2 separate regions of the Pan troglodytes genome follow, and region 1 is linked to region 2. Evidence: chromatin contacts called from public Hi-C data. All regions are on one chromosome and are shown on one strand. Each heading gives the region's core, a stretch centred on a gene start, on an enhancer-like site or on the middle of the called end of the contact. The rest is flanking DNA. Distances are from core to core; before and after follow the strand shown. Region 1 overlaps MLLT3 (MLLT3 super elongation complex subunit). Region 2 holds the start of MLLT3 (MLLT3 super elongation complex subunit).

What was found. A called contact is a pair of places that touch in the nucleus more often than the background predicts.
Region 1: a contact with region 2 is called in a Hi-C map of a lymphoblastoid cell line, with 4 times the contacts expected there. The contact joins the enhancer-like site here to the promoter of MLLT3 in region 2. A contact is called at or near these places in 3 of 7 Hi-C or Micro-C datasets (blood, a lymphoblastoid cell line and stem cell-derived neural progenitor cells), 1 of 1 datasets of contacts at active chromatin or transcription factors (stem cell-derived excitatory neurons) and 1 of 1 other capture datasets (stem cell-derived neural stem cells).

The regions. Positions count from the first base shown.
Region 1 is chr11:95,551,563-95,554,999 of NHGRI_mPanTro3-v2.0_pri, forward strand. All of the region lies in intron 8 of MLLT3 (MLLT3 super elongation complex subunit), which reads left to right. Among named protein-coding and RNA genes, the nearest start is that of MLLT3, 260 kb to the left of the region's middle. Within about 2 kb of position 1,754, at least 3 of the 24 cell types and tissues checked have an H3K27ac peak or open chromatin away from gene starts, as enhancers often do. A contact at or near this core is called in a lymphoblastoid cell line, where this site is marked.
Region 2 is chr11:95,287,260-95,291,054 of NHGRI_mPanTro3-v2.0_pri, forward strand. It overlaps MLLT3 (MLLT3 super elongation complex subunit), which reads left to right and starts at 1,400. Exons shown (of 9, transcript XM_016960675.4): 1 at 1,400-2,318; 2 at 3,735-3,795. The coding sequence starts at 2,307.

The DNA.
Region 1 (3,437 bases), core at 504-3,003, 260 kb after region 2:
GCTGTTTATTTTGGAGCAGGGAGAGATCAAAGAAGGAAGATTAACTGAGCCCTCTCTGGGCAGCCACTCAGTAACTTGAGGCGGGTCACTGACACCCGGAGCTTTTGTTCCTGCCACTGCAACTTCAGAAGAAAGAAACTAGGATTTCAATGTATTTTGGCCTTCTGTGCTGTAGCACTTACGGAATGTGTGGGGTGGGACTTCAGCGTCCAAATGTTCTATTTTCTGCTTTGAAGAAAAGGTGGCAGAACTCTCTAAACCTAGTTAGCAAAGTTCTATTGCAAATACAGCGTCCTCAAGTCACTTCAACACCCAGAGTACAGGAGTTGGAGGAGGGGATCGTGGGAGGCAGCGGGATATGATGGGAACAAAATTCAGTTCTGTAATGCACAAGTCAAGCAGGCAGGCACTTTTTTTTTCTTTTTTTCTTGCCTGAAATCTCAGCGGATTGTCTCTGCATGCCCAGCCCAGTATCTGAGTTGGCGAGGAGTGCCATCTACTGACCTACTTACTCCTAGGTCTCAGCGCTGATTTTTCCCTTGAGATCTCACTTCCAACAACAATGGAGGAGGAAATTCTGAATGTAGTGGAGTATTTGGTTTCCTTTACAGTGGAGCATGTTAAAAACGATTGCCTTGCCCTGCTAATAAGTAGTTTCCTTGTGTTGCCAAAAGTATTGTATTTTAAGTTAGCCTGGTCAAATTAGTCATTTGGTTATCTTCATATTAAAAATGATGAAAAAAAGCATGATTGTCAGGAAAGACTGTTAAAAGGACACTTTTTACTCGTGCATTATTCTCAATTAAAATAAAAATATGCCCCTTCAGGAGTATTTGGTCTTTTCCAGGATGTCATGTTCCTATCCTCATCCAGTAAAATGTTTATTAGTAATAAAAAATGTTAAAGCTGAATGGGAATCTGGGTGTTATCTTGTTCATCGCTCCCATTTCATCCTTTGCAGTCCAAAAATATTAAATAATAAGGCTGGGACTTGAACTTGGGCTTCTGAGCCTAATCAGTGTTCTTGCCACTACAGATTAAAAGTGGACTCATTCTTAAAATCTTTATGTTACGGAATGTGGTAAACTTGTGGACAGAACTGTTACTAAGTTAGGGCACAGAATGGGTAAAGAGAACAGTAGGAATATAAAACCTCTTAAGATAAATTAGGTCCTTTATTTGGCATTTTCCTCCTTTAATATTAGTCTCCAATTATAACAACTCACTTCATAATGAGTTATAATGAAAAAGACAAATTACTTTGCTTTTTGTGTTTATACACATGTGTAAGCACTCATCATTTATAAATTTAGTGGTTTCAAGCTTTTTCAAGTGAGGGCCATTTAAAAATACTTCCCTTTTAATCCTCAGTTTTGAAGATGCTGTCAAAGAAATCAGCTGCATTTATTAAATAATAATTTGCTTCTCCTTTTTATTAAGTAGAAACATAGCTTCCCACCAAAGCTTCTATACAGTATGTAAAGCTATTCATAACTTAAGTTGTAATCAGTCCAGATAAAAGGAAAAGCACTTGGCGTTTTACCAAGGGTAAACACATCATTTCTTAAAACACAGAAGATTGTCGGCCATCTTCATTTCCAAAGCTGTATCAGTTTTGTGCATATGAGTAATTTTAGAATGTGAAAGTTAGGTACTAAAAAGGGCGTTTGAGTATTTGTTTTTATCATCCCTAGCATACTGAGCACTAGTAGTCATGCTGAAACAGCAGAATGAATAGGAAAAAAATTCTTGCCAGAGGGAACTATAATCTCAGTATAACTCAGCTGCTATACATATGGTGAGAGTGTTGTCGCAAAAGAGAAGCAGCCTTGGAAGCTTAGATCAATTTCCTTATCATCAACTGTGGTTTTTTTTTTTTTTTTTTAGTTCTACTTTTCTGACTCAGCATTTCAGATCTAAGTAATTCATTTTCCAAGGAAAATAAGATTAGAGAGAAGAAGGAAAATGTATAGAAAAGAAATGCTATTTGGAAAGCAAATGTTACTGTACATTTCATTCAGTGGATGCCTTTGTTTATGTGGCTGGTTAGCTAAGAGATGCTTGAAATAAAATTTAACACAGCGTTCTCTTTGATCCCTAGATTCTTGAAGTGAAAAGTCCAATAAAGCAAAGCAAATCAGATAAGCAAATAAAGAATGGTGAATGTGACAAGGTAGGTTTCCAGTCTGTTACTAGGAGGGCTCCAACACTGACAAGCCTTCTGTTTCTTTGTGTTCCCCTTGATCATCCTTGCTGATTCTCCTTTCATTTTCTTCATCAAAGTGCCCAAGATGCCCAAATGATGAGTATTTCATCCCAGTGCTTTGTAGTTTGTTTTCCATGTGTTGTTTATATCTTCAGTATTAAGCTTGGCCTTATGCTGTCATTTGCCATGATGCCTACATTGCCAAGGGATTTCAGGCACATTGAATTGGGAATTAAGAGAATTGTGGTAGAGATAGAATATTAAGGAATCTCAGACGTAGATGAGCAAGACATCTGATGCTAGTGCAGTGTGCTTTCCCAGAGTGTGCATCATGCTTCTGAAATCTGACTACAACACCTGATGGGGTTAAGTTACCTGGTTTGGGCAGAGCCCTAACCCTGCTCTGTAGGGCCAGGGCAGACCTCTGTAATGCTTCACAAATCTTTCATTTGCCTTTATCGCAAATGGTGCTGGGGGCACCCATGCAGTTACACTAACACAGACTCGTGAGTCTGAGCATATGAAAAGAGAGGTACCCCCTCTCCCCTTTCAGGGGAGCTCTTCACAAATCAGATGATAATTAGATAGTGATCCCTGTTTTTCATAATACATTCTTGTGTTCTTCTGTCACTTGCTGGCATTGCTTACTAGCAATGTTTGGTATGACCAGGAAGCCTTTTTAAAACAAAAACAAAACAAACAGGAAAAACCCCACAAAATTCCCCTGACTTAATTGGTAATGTACATTCTTGTTTCCATGTTCAAACTTAGAATTTTTTTCTCTTAGAAACCTTCTGAGATTCAAGAATAAAAAAAAATGAAAGTAGCCTTTGTTAATATGTTTAAACTCACAATTTAGCATTTAATTTCCCTACCTTTTGTAGAGATATTGTTGGAGGAAAGTGAGTCTACTGACTTGAATCTTCATAAGAGCAATTAAGTCCAAGAATTCACTCCAACTCCCTTTTTGAAGTTGGTGTGATAAAGGTAATGACTGGTCCGAGACAGCCTTGGTCTGCAGAGGCCTTTGGGCACTGAGTGCACACAGCCTGGGCTAGAGTGGTGTAATGAGAAACCTCCAGCTGCTGTTGCCTGTGTGTTCTTACTTACATATTCATTTATTTTTGAACTACTTCTTAAAGTGCTTGTCCTTTTCGGGGACATTCTTCTCTTTCAGGCATACCTAGATGAACTGGTAGAGCTTCACAGAAGGTTAATGACACTGAGAGAA
Region 2 (3,795 bases), core at 150-2,649:
CTGCTCTCAAATTTGATTATTTTATCAAAAGTTTAATAATGCACAGCAAATAGGTCCCCCCTTCACGTAGATACTACCCACACAGCTTGTCTCTGCGAATATAAACGTAGTCCTTGTACACACATACAGACACAGCGACGCATATACCTACAGGATGATATGCAGTTATGTATATGTGTGTCAGTTGACAAATCTAAGCCCTTGGATTTAGATTAAAATGTTTCTACCTTCAGTCGTTTGCTCCATTCTATGCTAAATCCTGTAGAAGGCTGGGAAGAACTGGGGACCTCAAGCCAAAGAAGTTTCTTGATTATAACTGACAGGCAGCGGAATATCAGTTTTAGGGAATCAAAAGTTGAGTTGGAAGGCCGCTGGTTTGGAAACTAAGGTTGTTTCCAAGTGGTCCGATCTGATTCCCAGGATCTTTTTGAGAGCTGCTGGGAGAACTGAAAATTAACAGCGAGGACACAGGACGCCCTAGGTAACGTCCGCCCCGCTATTCTGCTCTCCTCAATTCAAGGGCCGAGACAACTTGCTTTTGTGGAAAAGGGAAGAAAAGGGAAAAGAGGAAAGCAAGGAAGTTCAGTCAGAAAGAGGAAGAGGGACAAAGAGGAAAGAAAGGGACAAAGAGGAAAGAAAGGGACAAAGAGGAAAGAAAGAGGGACAAAGAGGAAAGGCATGGAGAAGAGAAGGAAAAATCAAGGTTCAGCAAGAAGTTGGAAGGCGAGGGAAAAAGGGGAGTAAAGAGAAGGCAAAAGAGGTCTAAGGGCTAGGAAGATGCAAGGATCTTTTTTTAACGAACCAAAGTCACATCCATCTTTCACTTTCAAATCAATCGTCTAGATCTTATCCGTTTCCTTTTTAAAGGTTATCTGCGTTTCTAAAGGAAGCCAGTAGTTGATACTCCTCTCCGCGCCCCACGCGTGGCCGCGCTGTTCTATCTCCGGCCACTGAGATCAAATACAACGCGAGTGAGAACATTTGCAGAGGCGCGACTCTGGGAACACTCCTGCGACTGGTTGTCACCCGGGAGTCTAACCGGATTAATACCCAGAGATGGATTACGCTGGTTGTCACCAATACGCCTAAAGATTATAATCCAATTTACGCACATTACAGTCAGTATTAACTTTATCTGCTATTTTAAGACTCCCGGTTGCCCCGCGCGTCCTCAGAGGACAATCCTCCACGTTCTGATGCAACTCAGTAGGCTGTCAGGAGGGGAAGCCTCCCGAAGAAAACAACTCCAAACCTGGTCCCCGAGGGTCTCTACCCGGCACTCCCAGGTGTCTTGCTTTCACCTGGGCACCGCTTTATGAAGCTTCCCAGCCGGGGATTACCAAAGCGGAAGGCGTTCCCTTGCAAGGAAATAGCATCCTTGTTTCTCCCTTGTTCATTTCATTTTCAAATTTTCGGTGGCGGTGGCAGAAGGGCGGGGAGTGACGGTGGCGGGCGGGTGCCTGTGAGTGGATGGGGCAGGGGGCCAGGGGATCGTTGCGGGTTAGAACAGCCTCAGTGATTGCTATTTTCATGCTCGTTTTTTGCAGGATGGCATTTCTCTCGCTCTCTTTAAGTAAGTTTGTTTGGGTGTGAGTTCTTGTCTTTTCAGCACAAAACCACAGAAATACGTGGTGGAAAGTAAAAGAAAGCCCACTCCCTCCTCCCCGTGCGTACTAGCTAAGGACTTGATTTAACGCCCCCTCTCCGGCTGCTGGGGGCTCTAAGCAGTGGCTACATTCCAGCAGTTTTAATCCGTTTTTTATTGTAGGGCGAGCGAGTTTACACAGGGGCTGGGATGGCTCCCCAGCTGGCCGCTCTCCCCACTCCAGCGTCCCCTCCCTGCCACCCCCCCAGCAGGAACCTGTTACTTTAAGCGAGGCTTTCCAGTGTGGCGCTGCGGGCCGCCGGGGTTTCGGGAGGTGGCAGGTGATTGGCTCTTTCGAGCTCCCCCTGGCTCGCTCGCTCTGCCTCCCCGCGCGCTCCGCCCCGCCCGCAAGCCCTCCCTCCGCCCTGTGAGGCTCGGAGCCCGGGTGTCAGGCGCCACGGCGCATGCTCCGGAATCATCTTCTTTACCCTGGAGCTGCTGCTGCTGCTGCTGCTTTTGCTTTTGGGGCTGAGTTTAATAAGCGAGCGAGCAAGCGAGCAAGCGAGCGCGGGGGGAAAAAGGCAGAGAATGTCCGCCATCTACCCTCCGCTCCTGGGCGCGCTCTCATTCATAGCAGCCTCTTCATGAATTACAGCTGAGGGGGGGCGGAGGAGGGGGGGGGTACCACACAACACCCCAGCAAACCTCCGGGCCCCCAGGCATGGCTAGCTCGGTAAGTACGCGCAAAAATAATAATAAAAGCCCTCCCCCACTTTCCTTCCTCGCCCTGCGCCGCCGCAGCCCAGACAGCGCCAGCGCTCCGCGGTTCCAATTAGAGAAAGGTTGGTACGGCTTGCAGGGAGCTGCCGCCTCTCCCTCAGCCTCCGCTCCCCTCCTCCCCCACCCCCCCGGCGCGCGCACACACACACAGACACACACACACTCACACACGCTCACACTCGCCCCTCCACCCCCCGCGCCTCCCTCCCTCCTCGCCTCTTTGCAGTCACAAGAAGCGCACTCACACACTCCCTCTCGCTCACACACACGCGCGCACACACACACACACACACACACACACGGTGGAAGGAGGCGAATAATAACTCAGCCATATTTCAGCCGCCGCCGCCGGGAGCTGCGGGCACAGTCCGGGGACGCGGCGAGCAGCCTCGGCGGCCGCACCTCCGCAAAGCGCCGCGGCCGCTACGATGGTGCGTTCTCCGCGGCGCGCGTGTGTGAGCCGAAGTGTGCGGGGCTGACAGCGGCGGGGCCGCACGCAACTTTGCCCCAGCGCCGGGAGGTGCTGAGCGCGAGCCGAGGCTCGGCGGCTGTCCGCCCGCCGCCCTGCCTTTCTGAATTTCATTTTTTGGGGGGAGGTGGGAGATACTTTGGAGCCACTTGGGCTTTTGAAAGTGTGTTGCGGGGGCTCGGTTCGACTGGCCTCGCCGATCGCGTGGGGCTTTTCGCTGGGGGGTGCAGGGTGCTCTAAGTTATGGATGCCTCGGCGTGTTTTCCTGCGGGCGTGTGTGTGTGTTTCAGTGTGTATGACGACGTCTCATTTTTGTTGTGCACGAACCCCGTGGCAAGAGCACGGGAGTTTGTGCCCATCAGCAGAGGCTGCCTGTAGTTTCCATTCCGCCTGGCACAGCGCTCCACACGCACGCACACACACGTACACAAAGACTTCCTCGGCGTGTGCCTGTCGCCGCGGTACTTTCGGGGAGGGGGCTCGCCAGGAGCCCTTCGGTCCCCCTGGGTCCCAGCCACCTCCCCTCCCACGCCGGGAAACCGCCCCGGCATCGCCTTCTGATTTGTTTCCGATGCATTTGTTGTCGTGCTTGTCGTGGCTGAGTGTGTTCTCCCTCTTTTCCCCGACCCCCTTCCCGACTGGGGATAACATTCCGTTACAATCCTGTCCGATGTAGACGCGGGGCCCGGGGCGCCTGGGGCCAAGCCGGGCCGGGCGGGCGGGTATATTTGGGGGTGTGGGGTGTGCGCGCCCACGCGCGTGAAACGTGGATGCAGAGGGCACCGCCGTTTCCTTTTATGTGCGTTTCAAGAAGGAGGAAAAAAATGTCAGGCGCAACGTTCACTGCCGAAACGTCGCCTTCCTGTTATTCACGGCTGTCTCTCCTCCCCCTGCCCGCAGTGTGCCGTGCAGGTGAAGCTGGAGCTGGGGCACCGCGCCCAGGTGAGGAAAAAACCCACCG